3 separate regions of the Mus musculus genome follow, and regions 1 and 3 are each linked to region 2. A link is a contact called in public Hi-C data. All regions are on one chromosome and are shown on one strand. Each heading gives the region's core, a stretch centred on a gene start, on an enhancer-like site or on the middle of the called end of the contact. The rest is flanking DNA. Distances are from core to core; before and after follow the strand shown. Region 1 has its middle 100 kb from the start of Cyyr1. Region 2 has its middle 120 kb from the start of Gm52244. Region 3 overlaps Cyyr1 (cysteine and tyrosine-rich protein 1).

The links. A called contact is a pair of places that touch in the nucleus more often than the background predicts.
Region 1: a Hi-C map of the N1E-115 cell line shows a contact between it and region 2, with 7 times the contacts expected there. The contact joins two enhancer-like sites. A contact is called at or near these places in 4 of 484 Hi-C or Micro-C datasets (the HL-1 cell line, the N1E-115 cell line, cerebral cortex and 1 more) and 1 of 115 datasets of contacts at active chromatin or transcription factors (cardiomyocytes).
Region 3: a Hi-C map of the N1E-115 cell line shows a contact between it and region 2, with 5 times the contacts expected there. The contact joins two enhancer-like sites. A contact is called at or near these places in 10 of 484 Hi-C or Micro-C datasets (LSK cells, the N1E-115 cell line, cerebral cortex and 4 more).

What each region holds. Positions count from the first base shown.
Region 1 is chr16:85,443,791-85,447,667 of GRCm38.p6, forward strand. No RefSeq gene overlaps it. Among named protein-coding and RNA genes, the nearest start is that of Cyyr1, 100 kb to the right of the region's middle. Within about 2 kb of position 2,316, at least 13 of the 459 cell types and tissues checked have an H3K27ac peak or open chromatin away from gene starts, as enhancers often do. A contact at or near this core is called in the N1E-115 cell line, where this site is marked.
Region 2 is chr16:85,675,788-85,679,162 of GRCm38.p6, forward strand. No RefSeq gene overlaps it. Among named protein-coding and RNA genes, the nearest start is that of Gm52244, 120 kb to the left of the region's middle. Within about 2 kb of position 1,939, at least 8 of the 459 cell types and tissues checked have an H3K27ac peak or open chromatin away from gene starts, as enhancers often do. A contact at or near this core is called in the N1E-115 cell line, where this site is marked.
Region 3 is chr16:85,490,121-85,493,589 of GRCm38.p6, forward strand. The region is part of intron 2 of Cyyr1 (cysteine and tyrosine-rich protein 1); the gene reads right to left. Among named protein-coding and RNA genes, the nearest start is that of Cyyr1, 59 kb to the right of the region's middle. Within about 2 kb of position 1,716, at least 1 of the 459 cell types and tissues checked has an H3K27ac peak or open chromatin away from gene starts, as enhancers often do. A contact at or near this core is called in the N1E-115 cell line, where this site is marked.

The DNA of each region.
Region 1 (3,877 bases), core at 1,066-3,565, 230 kb before region 2:
AGTCCAGTGGCTTTTGAGTGAGTTGCTTGTACACTGTGTCTAGGGTTTGAGTGACATCAGAATCTATTCCATGGAAATGGGTCTTATTCTTGCATGCGCCTGACTCGACCAGCAAGAACGACGCTGTAACAGGATCCTTTTGCACACGTTTATTGGGAGAGCTTGATTGCAGAGGCGAAGAGACCCCGAGCTCAGAACTGGTGCTGCTTATATAGGCCTAGGAGAGGCTTGTCTCACACCCAGATTGGTTATGCACTATGCCTCATTTGCATGTTCCTCATCTGATTGGCTACTCTCTCTCAGTACCTCACAGAACCTCATTAACATACCTCATTTGCATGTCTCACATCTGATTGGTTATATTCTCAGTACCTCATTAACATGCAGTGACTTGGCAAAAAGCCTTACTGCATATGTACACATTGGTTGTTTGTCCAAACTTATGCGTGGTGGCCAGCAGTAGCCAGCGCCACTCTGCAATGGCACATGTGGCTTCCCACATCTTATGAAGCAATTCTTTTTATGTAAAATAGGAGACACTCGATGTCAGGGTAAAGAACTAGAAAGTGATTTTGCCACATCGTTTTATTCTTTCTAAAGCAGTCAGTCAAGATGAATACTTTCATTTACATGGCAGGCATGTACATTGTATGGAACACCATGATTCACTTGTGTCTGGTTATGTGTTATCAGTTAAACCCACTAACCCGCAGCCTTGGCTCATTTCTTTGATCCACACCTCATATTCTGGACACCATGTAGAATATTCTATTCCTTGTTAGTTCACTCCACCTAAACCTCAATGTTTGCATGTTTGTGTATGTGTGCTCATATGTGTGAGTGCCTGGCTGCGTATAAGTTGTGAATGCACATGAATTTGCATGTATCGGAAGGCCAGAGGTCAATCTCAAATATCATTTCTCATGCACTATCCACATTGTTTTTGGAGATAGGGTCTCTTCCCTTTTATCTGGAATTCAGTTGATGCCAGCTGGACAGTGAACTCCAGAGATCTGCCTGCCTCTGCCATCCAGAACTGGCATCACATGCCTGTGCCACCATTTCTAGTTTTTATGTATGTATGTATGTATGTATGTATGTATGTATGTATGTATGCATGTATGTATGTATGTATTTATATGTCTGTTCTGGAAGTTGAACTCGGGTCCACATGCTTGTATAGAACATGGTTTACTAACTGATCTGTCACCCAACTCTATCTTAATATTTTTAATTGTCCAATATCTTTTTCTGTCTGAATATTATTGCCTAGCTAGTTCATGATCTAAAAGTTTCATAGACCCAGGAGACAATGTCCAAGTTCCTGCTTCCAAAGAGTTTATAGGGTGGAAAAGAGACAGACAGATAATCCTGGTTATGAAGAAAATGTAACAGCTACAAAGAGGTGCAGGGACCTCCGACTGAGAAAAACTACAGTCTTCTCCTCAGTTTGGATTCTCTGGTGCTGTCTGGAGGAATGAGCACATTTCCACAGAATAAGCAAGAGAGTGATCTATCCCCAAGACCCTTAGGAAAGCACGCTATTGTCTGTCCTATGTTCACACCGTGGTGAGGGGCTCAGGAGGGGTTCTTTGAGGGATGCTCACAGGAGGTGAGCTGGGGACAGTTGCTCTGTCTGATTTGCATCCAATGAGATCATCAGAAAGGGGGCGTGGTAAGGAGATTCAGGAAGGGTTGATCGCGTCTCATCTTGTTTTATGTCTGTGGATTTTAGTCAGAGAATATTAAAAACTTCCATGTTTCCAGCCACGGAGACAAGTACAGATCTCTCATTCGGCTTATCGCAGACAGCCAAGTGGATGTGAGAAAATGATGTCTGTCTACACTCAAAAGTTACTCACGATGGCTCAGGAGAGGAGAAGCCAAGCTGAGCTGTGAGGTACTTGATGGTTGTCCCTGTTCCAGAGAAGGCAGAGATTCTGAGCACATTTGTGCAGTCTCCAGCCTTTCCTTGGACTTATTGTTTCTGTTGTATTGAATGTATTCAGGATTAGGCTGAAGAGCAACTCGATCCATGAACATTCATTTGGAAACTTGTCTTGGAATTGTCCTGGTAGAAATTACATAAGCTTCTTGGAACAGACTGAAAACCAATGGCTAGAATTTGGGACCCTGCTGAGATTGGTCTGGAGACATCAGTGGTTCTGTGGCAGACTCCTTTCTCTGCCAATCACCATGTGCACAGCCTAGATGATATTTATGAGAAAAACAAGCTGAACGTGTCTCCTTCAATATTGCTCAGGAATGTGGCGTTTGGCTAGCATGGTCTCTGCATGTTGCCAGGCCCTCTCCACTACTGTCACTTCAAGAGAAGCAAGTTGATTCTAGCCAGACATAGTTCTCAGATTCCTTTGGCTACTGAGTCACTGTGTTCTTGTTAAAAGGAAATATTTCTTTTTCTACATCGCCTAATGTCCAAATCATCATAGGAGAATGTGATAAAATACTCTGGCTGTGGCAAAGAGTACCAAGATGGCCCCTGACCCTCTCCACCTATTTCTTTCTGTTTCCTGGTGTGATTCCTCTTGTTTTATGTATACTGAACCCAGCCCTCTGATTCTCAGCAAGAACTAGGGTAGAAATAGTGGGCTTTCAACTCAGAGAGATGAAGTTTCAAAACCCTCTGCTCCCTGCTGCTACTCTGTACTTTATGAGCATGCTCACTGACCCCATGAATCTTCTCATGTTCTTGCTCCATGGAGAGGCCCACATGGTAAGGAAGTGAAGGCAGCCCCTGGCCAATATGCACAGGATGTTCATAATCCAAATGTCTTCGAGGAACTGATTTATGTCAACAACTATGTTTGGGAGAGAGCTTGAGGCAGACTTCTTTATTTGTGCATTGACAGAACTGCAGCTTGGGAGAGCTCTTGTGCTCACTAGAAAATCCAGCTGAGCCAGACCTGGAGTCCTGTTCTGTAGAAATGGGATATAAATCTTATTTCATGCCACTCAATTCTATGGTATTTTGTTGCCCAGCCTTGGCTAATTAGATCTTTGATTATAGAAATAGCACGGCTTTGGATGGGGCACAACGTTGGAAAGTGAATCCATACATGCGTTAAGGTCTATCTGAGTCACCAATCTGGATAATGTCTGTTTGACAGTTGTCCTTCATGCATTGCTTGTAATAATTACAACAACCCAACACAGGTTAGGCTGATCATATTTTGAAAGACAATGATGATCTATGTGTTTTATACACACACACACACACACACACACACACACACACACACACCTTACAACATATAGTTAGAACCTGGGTGAGGCTGAAACAAAAATCAAAGTGTTTTCACTCTAAAGCTGGGCTCATTTCTCAATATGAGGCAGAGTCAGAAGGGGTGGGGGCAGGCCTGCAGAGGATGAAAAGCAGGCTCTCTGAGGGCTCTCCTTTTTCGAGAATCTTGACAACTTGAAACCTAACACATCCTTCTTCTCCCTTGCAGTACTGGGTCTCTAATCAGTTAATAAGTGTTTCATTTTCTAAGCAAGCTCTGACTGAGGATCTGTTAGCCTTGAGACACTTCTGTGGTGATTAGCAAGGGATCCTGTGACGCTAGAATCTAGTGTTGGGCTGTTTTAATGAAGCTAACATGTGAAACAACAAAATGTCACGAACAATGAATATATCCAATAAAAAATTCAAGAGACATAGAGGGCATCACTGCTCATGGGGCCCCTCCAAAATATGGACTCTTAGTATTGCAATACTTTCTTCCCAGGTAATTGAAGGATATTACAATTAACTGACAAAGTTACCATTTCTCATTGGAGGTGATTAAATTCCTTAGAGTCTCCCTGTTTGCTCACCGTTTTCACAAACTTCTTTCTCTCTCTCTCTCTCTCTCTCTTT
Region 2 (3,375 bases), core at 689-3,188:
AATACTGGAAGGATTGTTATTGCCAAGGAAGGAAAAAGCAGTAAGCAGTAACTGAGGTGAAATGATATGGAAAAATCAAGTGGGCTTCATTTATGTCTGTTATTTGATTTGTATTTGTAGAATTACTCTGATATTTAGTGTGTATGTGCATATATTCTCTCTCTCTCTCTCTCTCTCTCTCTCTCTCTCTCTCTCTCTCTCTCTCGTGTGTGTGTGTGTGTGTGTGTGTGTGTGTGTGTGTTTGGGGAAACTGTGGAGAAGACAGATTTATTCCTTACTTTGTGAGGAATTCTTGGCTAGATTATGTCTTATAGGCTTCTTGGCTGGCAAGCGTGGGGTACCTATGTGGATAACCGTATGGGTCTGTGTGTCTCAGAGACATCTTTAGAGAAGGAAGTCAGTAAAGTGGTGCTAAATCGCTTTGAGAATTGATATAATGCATTGTTATGAAACTCTGATTTTGTCAGATTTTTCCTTTTGTCTTAGATTCTTCTTAGCCAAACACCTAGGATGATGGAAGGGTGGTGAACTGTGGTCTCTATGGAGATATGTTGATATCTGTCTCTTTGTCCCTGAGACAGTAACCTTTGGGAATAGGGTATTCACATATACAATCACGCGAGAACAAGAACACTATATATACTTAATTTTGGTGATCCTTATAAGAGGGAAAACCATGTGAAAACAGAAATGTAGATAGAGTGGCATCGTGCACACAGGCATGACAGGAATGATGTAGCTGCATGCCAGAGGACAGAGGAGTGACAGTCCCCCAGAGCTGGCAGAGGCCAGGCACCAAGGGATTGGGATTATGTAGACATTTTGATTCTTCACTGTGTCTTTGGGCTCCATCTGGAGCTTTAAGCCACCATGTTCATGGTGCTTCTTCCCTGCAACCCGAAAAACTAATTCAGAGAGCTGAAGTCAAACATGAGAAGGGAAAAGACTTGTTTGTGTGCTCTTGTTTTCCACTGTTCTCCTGGGGTTGAGAAGGGCATTTCTCCCATGGTGCCAACAACCTGGAGACTGACTTTGCAAAGCTTTTTAGGACCTGCCAGGGCTCCATCAGGGAGCTCCGAGAAAATGACACCACCATTATATGATTTTAAAGCTATAAAAGATGAGCGTATTAAAGACCCAAGTCTTCGAAATGTTCCTTTCCGTGCGATTATGATACAGCAAGGAAGGCGGTGCTGGTGATAAAGTGGGCTGTTTGTTCTACAAAGGCCTTGTGGAAAACACATGTAAACTCAAGCGCTGTCGGCACATTCTTCTCCCACAAACTGTCTTTTCTGTTAGATGCCTATGGTTCCATCTGTCACACAGGAAATGGCTATCTGTTTTACCGGACCCATTGGATGAGATCGAGGCTAGCGTTCCTGGGGGTTACTTGGGAACCAGTGCTACAACGATCTGATATAGCTTTGAGCACTAGGTGGCATCAGAGAACCTGCACGTGCCCTGGTCTTCAGAGCTTGGAAAGTCCTGGCTGGTTTCATGAGCTCTTCTTCCTTTGCTTTCCTTTTGCCTCCACCTCATTGCGAAGCAGACACTTTGTGGTCTGATGCTCTACGTAGCTGTAGCTAAGGCTGCCAATTCCCAGAGAATCCCAGTTCTCCTGAAGGGCAAGATGAAAGCAGAGATATGTAAGTGCTATGTTTGGGAGATGGGAAGATGTCTCATCTTCAACAGGCTTTTTGAGAAGGGTTACTCCTCGCTTTCCCTGACCCTTCTTGCAAAGCCTGTTGAAGATGAAATGCGCTCTTCCTGGGACATTCTTGATAGTAATAGTGATTAGATTTCGTCAGGAGATAGCCAATATGATTGGCTGCATCTTGCAAATTGTGGTCCCCGGAGCCAGTGTTCTGTGTTCCCGGGACTGGGAACTACATTTGAGGTTATTACGATCTTCCTGTAACTGAGCGCTGACCCACATTGTCAGCGCTGCCGTTACTTTTTGTGGAAACACACACTTCTTCCTAATCATCTCTCCTCATGTGTGGGAGACTAGTCAGCCGGTGCTCATCGCATTGAGATTGCTCAGCGTACATTATCATTTGTTTTCAAGTCATCAGCATCAGCACGGGTCCAACATAGACCTTTTTTTATAAACCTTTGGTTGGGAAGTTGTTTTCTGCTTTGTGTAAACTACAATTTAAAAACATTATTTAAGCGAATGAAGTCATCACGAGACTGAGTTTGAGTTTCCAAAAAATTGTGAAAACATAGGCCCAAGGAGACATATGAATTCTGCTTTTTAGCAGTCAAGTGGAGTACAATAGGAAAAATCTAGACTTCCTGCTTCATTTGCAGCTGCCGCATTTCACATGTTGGTGTATTTCAAAATGTAGGCTTACATAAATCTTTTGTTTGGTGCATTAAATAGTCTAGGATCACAGTTTGGCCATTAAGTTGTTTTTTAAAATGAAGCTCATGTTTTAAAAAGTCACACTCAACTATACTTTGGTAGATTTTACTTACAATTAATATTTTTTAAAGAAACATAATATTCTCTTATATTCCATCCTTTCTCAAATAGTAAGAATGTTTGAATAAAAATAAAGTATCAGTTTTAGTGGTAGCTGATTGTGGGTTAAAAGTGCCATCTAGTGGTTACACAAGGAAGTTCATTTAACTTATAAATGATAGTGTAAATTTCTCCTTTTCACTTCCATACCAGAAAGCAGTACAGTTGTCAGTTGGTGAAATTATCCATCATCTGGATATGGATCCACCAAGACAGCATGCTACAGGGTTTGATGAAGCTATACTTTGTACTATGCTGGACTCAGCAAATGTCATGAAACCATCTGGTTAAATACAATGTAGATGTACAAGACAGGAGGCCAACGGATTTCCCTCTTGCTCATAAACTTTTCCTGAGGGTTTTTTTTTCATGATTGATTAATATATTAAAACCAAACTCCTGTGCAAATAGTAAACAAAAACAGATCTCTCTGTCTCTGTGTCTATCTCTCTATCTCCCTGTCTCTGTCTCTCTGTCTCTGTGTGTGTGTGTGTGTGTGTGTGTGTGTGTGTGTATGTGTGTGTGTGTAGAGATGTGCTTGAATACAGGAAAACAACTCATTTAACTGTTCCTTCAGAGGCTCCTTCCTCATGATCACTTGTCATGATAAATGCAGAAAGGAGGCTCCATCAACCCCTCGGGAGAGATCTTCAGCCTCTGGCTAAGAGCCATGAATGAACCAATGGCAGAATTCCAATCTCACTCAATTTCTCTTGAGCCAGTCATTGGGATGTGTCAAGGTTTCTTCCAGCAGGTTCCCCCTTGCCTTCTTCCCTTCTCTCTCTCTCTCTCTCTCTCTCTCTCTCTCTCTAAGGACAGGCCATCTCTGTATCCTTCTCTCTCTCTCT
Region 3 (3,469 bases), core at 466-2,965, 190 kb before region 2:
TATGCCCAACAATCCTGTTTGAGAAGCTCATTTCTCCATAGCTTTACCAGCATTTGCTTGCTTGTTTGCTATGTCTTTGATAAAGGGCATTTTAACATGGATGGAACAATAACATACACCATAGCTTAGATCCCAATTGGGCTGGTGGTGTTCTTAAGGTGCAGTGTGGCACCATGATGGCAGCTGAGGAGGAGGATGCCCTAGGGATGGACATAAGACCTGGCCAAGCCAACCACTACTCACTCATATGGGAAAACAAACAAACAAACAAACAACAACAAAAACAAGAGAAATAACATATGCCCTATTTCCACCTAGGGGACGGCAAAGGGCAAATACTGACGTTTGTAAGCAAAGGGGTGGGAGAGGGCTGCTACTAACATGTTTGCTGTCCAAGCACAAGGAACTGTATCCTGATCCCTAGAATCAGTGTAAATAAAGCTGTGCATGGCAACATGAGCCTGTAACCCCAGCTGTAGGGAAAGCAGAAATATTCCTGAAGCTCCTTGGCCATCCAGAGAAGCCCAGTGTATGAACCTTAGGCTTAATGAGGGGCTTTGCCTCAAACACTAAAGGTACAGAGTGATAGAGAAAGAATATTCATCGTAGACATTGGACCTCCAAACGCAAGTATACATCTACACAAGCATGTACAAGTGGATCCTATGTGCATGCTTGTAAACAGTTTCCAAATGTAGGCTGACACTCAAATGGTAGTACATGGACAATGGCGCTTAATACACAGGAGAAATCTGTTCCGATAACGTAAAACAAATTGGATTTACACTAGGACCCTAGGGAATGTTACCATGTCCAGGTCTGACAATTCCTTCAGCACTGACATAAATACCTACTTATGAATTGATGTTAGATTATTTTATATTTATGGATATATTATTTGTATCCATATTATATATAATATTTATATTTATAATTATTTTATATTTATATGAAGAAGATTAACTAAATAATGTAAAGGCCCAAGTTTATAGACTACCAGAGGATGCCTCTGTGCATTGCTTCTGACCCTCGGTGCACTCAATACTGGAAGTCTGTGTGGGAGATCTGCAGAGGGGATTCCCGTCCTGGACAGGCTGGCACATCATAGAATCAATGGCTCATAATTCATGTCTGTGTAGCGCAAGGTATAATGATGCACAAATACTAGTTATTTGAAAAGTCTTACTAGGTTATATTGAAAAATATATAAAAATCTTCTTAATGATGTTACTTTTTATAGATTTGGATGATTAATGAGTACCTTTCTTGTGCAATTTCAAAGTAAATGAATTTAAGCCTTTTGTCAGTTTCCTCAAGGTGGTTGACGATGATAAAAGGTTAATATTAATAACAGCAGTAACTACATCCAATCTTCCAGGTTTCTATATTTGGAAAGGTATTATAAAGTGCACAAAAGGAGTCTCTTGGGTATATTCAATTAAAGATACAGAAATATACGTAGAGATGTGATCTGTTCCAATCACTTACAAAGTGACCAAGGAGGCCGGGCAGTGGTGGCACACGCCTTTAATCCCAGCACTTGGGAAGCAGAGGCAGGCAGATTTCTGAGTTAGAGGCCAGCCTGGTCTACAGAGTGAGTTCCAGGACAGCCAGGGCTACACAGAGAAACCCTGTCTCAAAAAACCAAAAAACCAAAAACCAAAACCAAAAAAGAAAAATACCAAAGAGGACTCTATGAGCACTTCATCTGTTCACTGTGGTTGCCCATTTCTTATGAAGAAGACAGTGCATTTGGTCTGTGTGCATCTGCATTCAGCAGCAAGGTTTTCATTTAGTGAGCTGATAGTTTGTTTGCTCTGTAAAAACTCCCCCTGCCACTGGACTAAAAGATGTTCCTTGCAAGTGGCTGTATTGTATACACTAGCCAGTAGGGATATCTTCAAAGTCACTCAAAGGCCACAGGCAGGGAGTGTAAACTATTCTGGATCATAAACTAGCAGTGTTAGGCTAATCAACACACAGAATACAGATGAGAATCTTCTAATTAAATCTTGTCATGAAATTTCCTATTGTCTTGTTGGTCCCTGTAGCTTGGCTGTGTTGCTCAAAGAGGATGAACTCAGCCAGGACAGACATCAATAGACACAGTCAGACAGGCTCTGAAAGTCAGATGGCACATATTAAAGAGATAAAGCCTTTTACAGGTTCACTGCACCAGCGTTTTGAAACATGCCAAGGGCTGGCCTTCCAAGCTAAGGGGCAGAGCCCAGTGCAGTGTGTTTTGCAGCTGTATATAGCACTGTGATATGATGGGTTGTTTTGCTATGTGGCTGCCTCTTTGTTTTAACTTACGGAAACCATACACTACTGTCTTCACTCAAGGATATGAGCTACTATTCCTTTTACCCCCTCCCGTGCAAAGGATTATAACCTTGAGAAAAAAGTTGCTTTTCTTCTTTTATTCTCTTTAGAATGTTTCTGCCATCTTCTACAATTAAAAACAAAATAAAACAAACAAGCAAACAAACAAACAAACAAAAACAATACTCAGCCAGATGGCTACAGTGCCAAGTTGAGGGCACATTGGAAAGAGTGTTTGGAATAAAAAGATTAGTAGCTATGTAAAAATAGGAAGCCCAGACCTCCTCCTTATCCCAGCATACCACATCTCACACCGTATATACCACACACACACACATGCACACACACACACACACACACACACACACACACACACACACACACACACACACTATACCTCACACACATTCTTCTTGACTAATGAGGGCAGCTGAATTTGTTTCCTTTCTTATTTCTCACTTTTTCTGCTCCTTTTCCAATTCCAGTTGTACCATTTACATTGAGCCTGTATCAGAATTCACCAAACTACAGCCTAAGGGCCAGAAATTTTACCAGCTGCCTACTTTTGAATGTCCGGCTAGCTATCAAGATACTTCACATTGTTAAGTAGTCATGGTAATACAATTCACAATAATATTTTGTCAAATTAAATTTTGGTGTCCCTAAATAAATTTTGGGGATGAATTTTATCCTTTACTCGTGCATTGATTATGACATCTTTGGAGCGAGAAGGGCAGGGCTGAATAATTGCACCCTAGAGTACACAAACTCTACAGCATAAATGGTCTGCTATTTGGCCACATAACATACAGAGTTGTCAAGCTCCAGTGTGTATAATTAACACCCTTGAAGTTGGCAGTATGTGGCTATGTACCACAGTTCTCCCATCAAACATCTGTTATCCTAAGTGATGTTTTTGTCACTTGAGCATTCTTGTTTTTCTGGAATCTGGACTAGTTGAGAATCTCTTTATAAACATCTCCAGTCACTACTTATTCTTCCCTTCGTACCACTTTATCAGCCCTGTCTGTATTCATATTACTCTGGTCTTTACCTACTGATATTTAATACTGACAAACAGGCTCAAATAATACTTTTATTGTGGCAGTTCAGAAATGTGTTAAGATAATGTGAGTTTCTGCTTCAA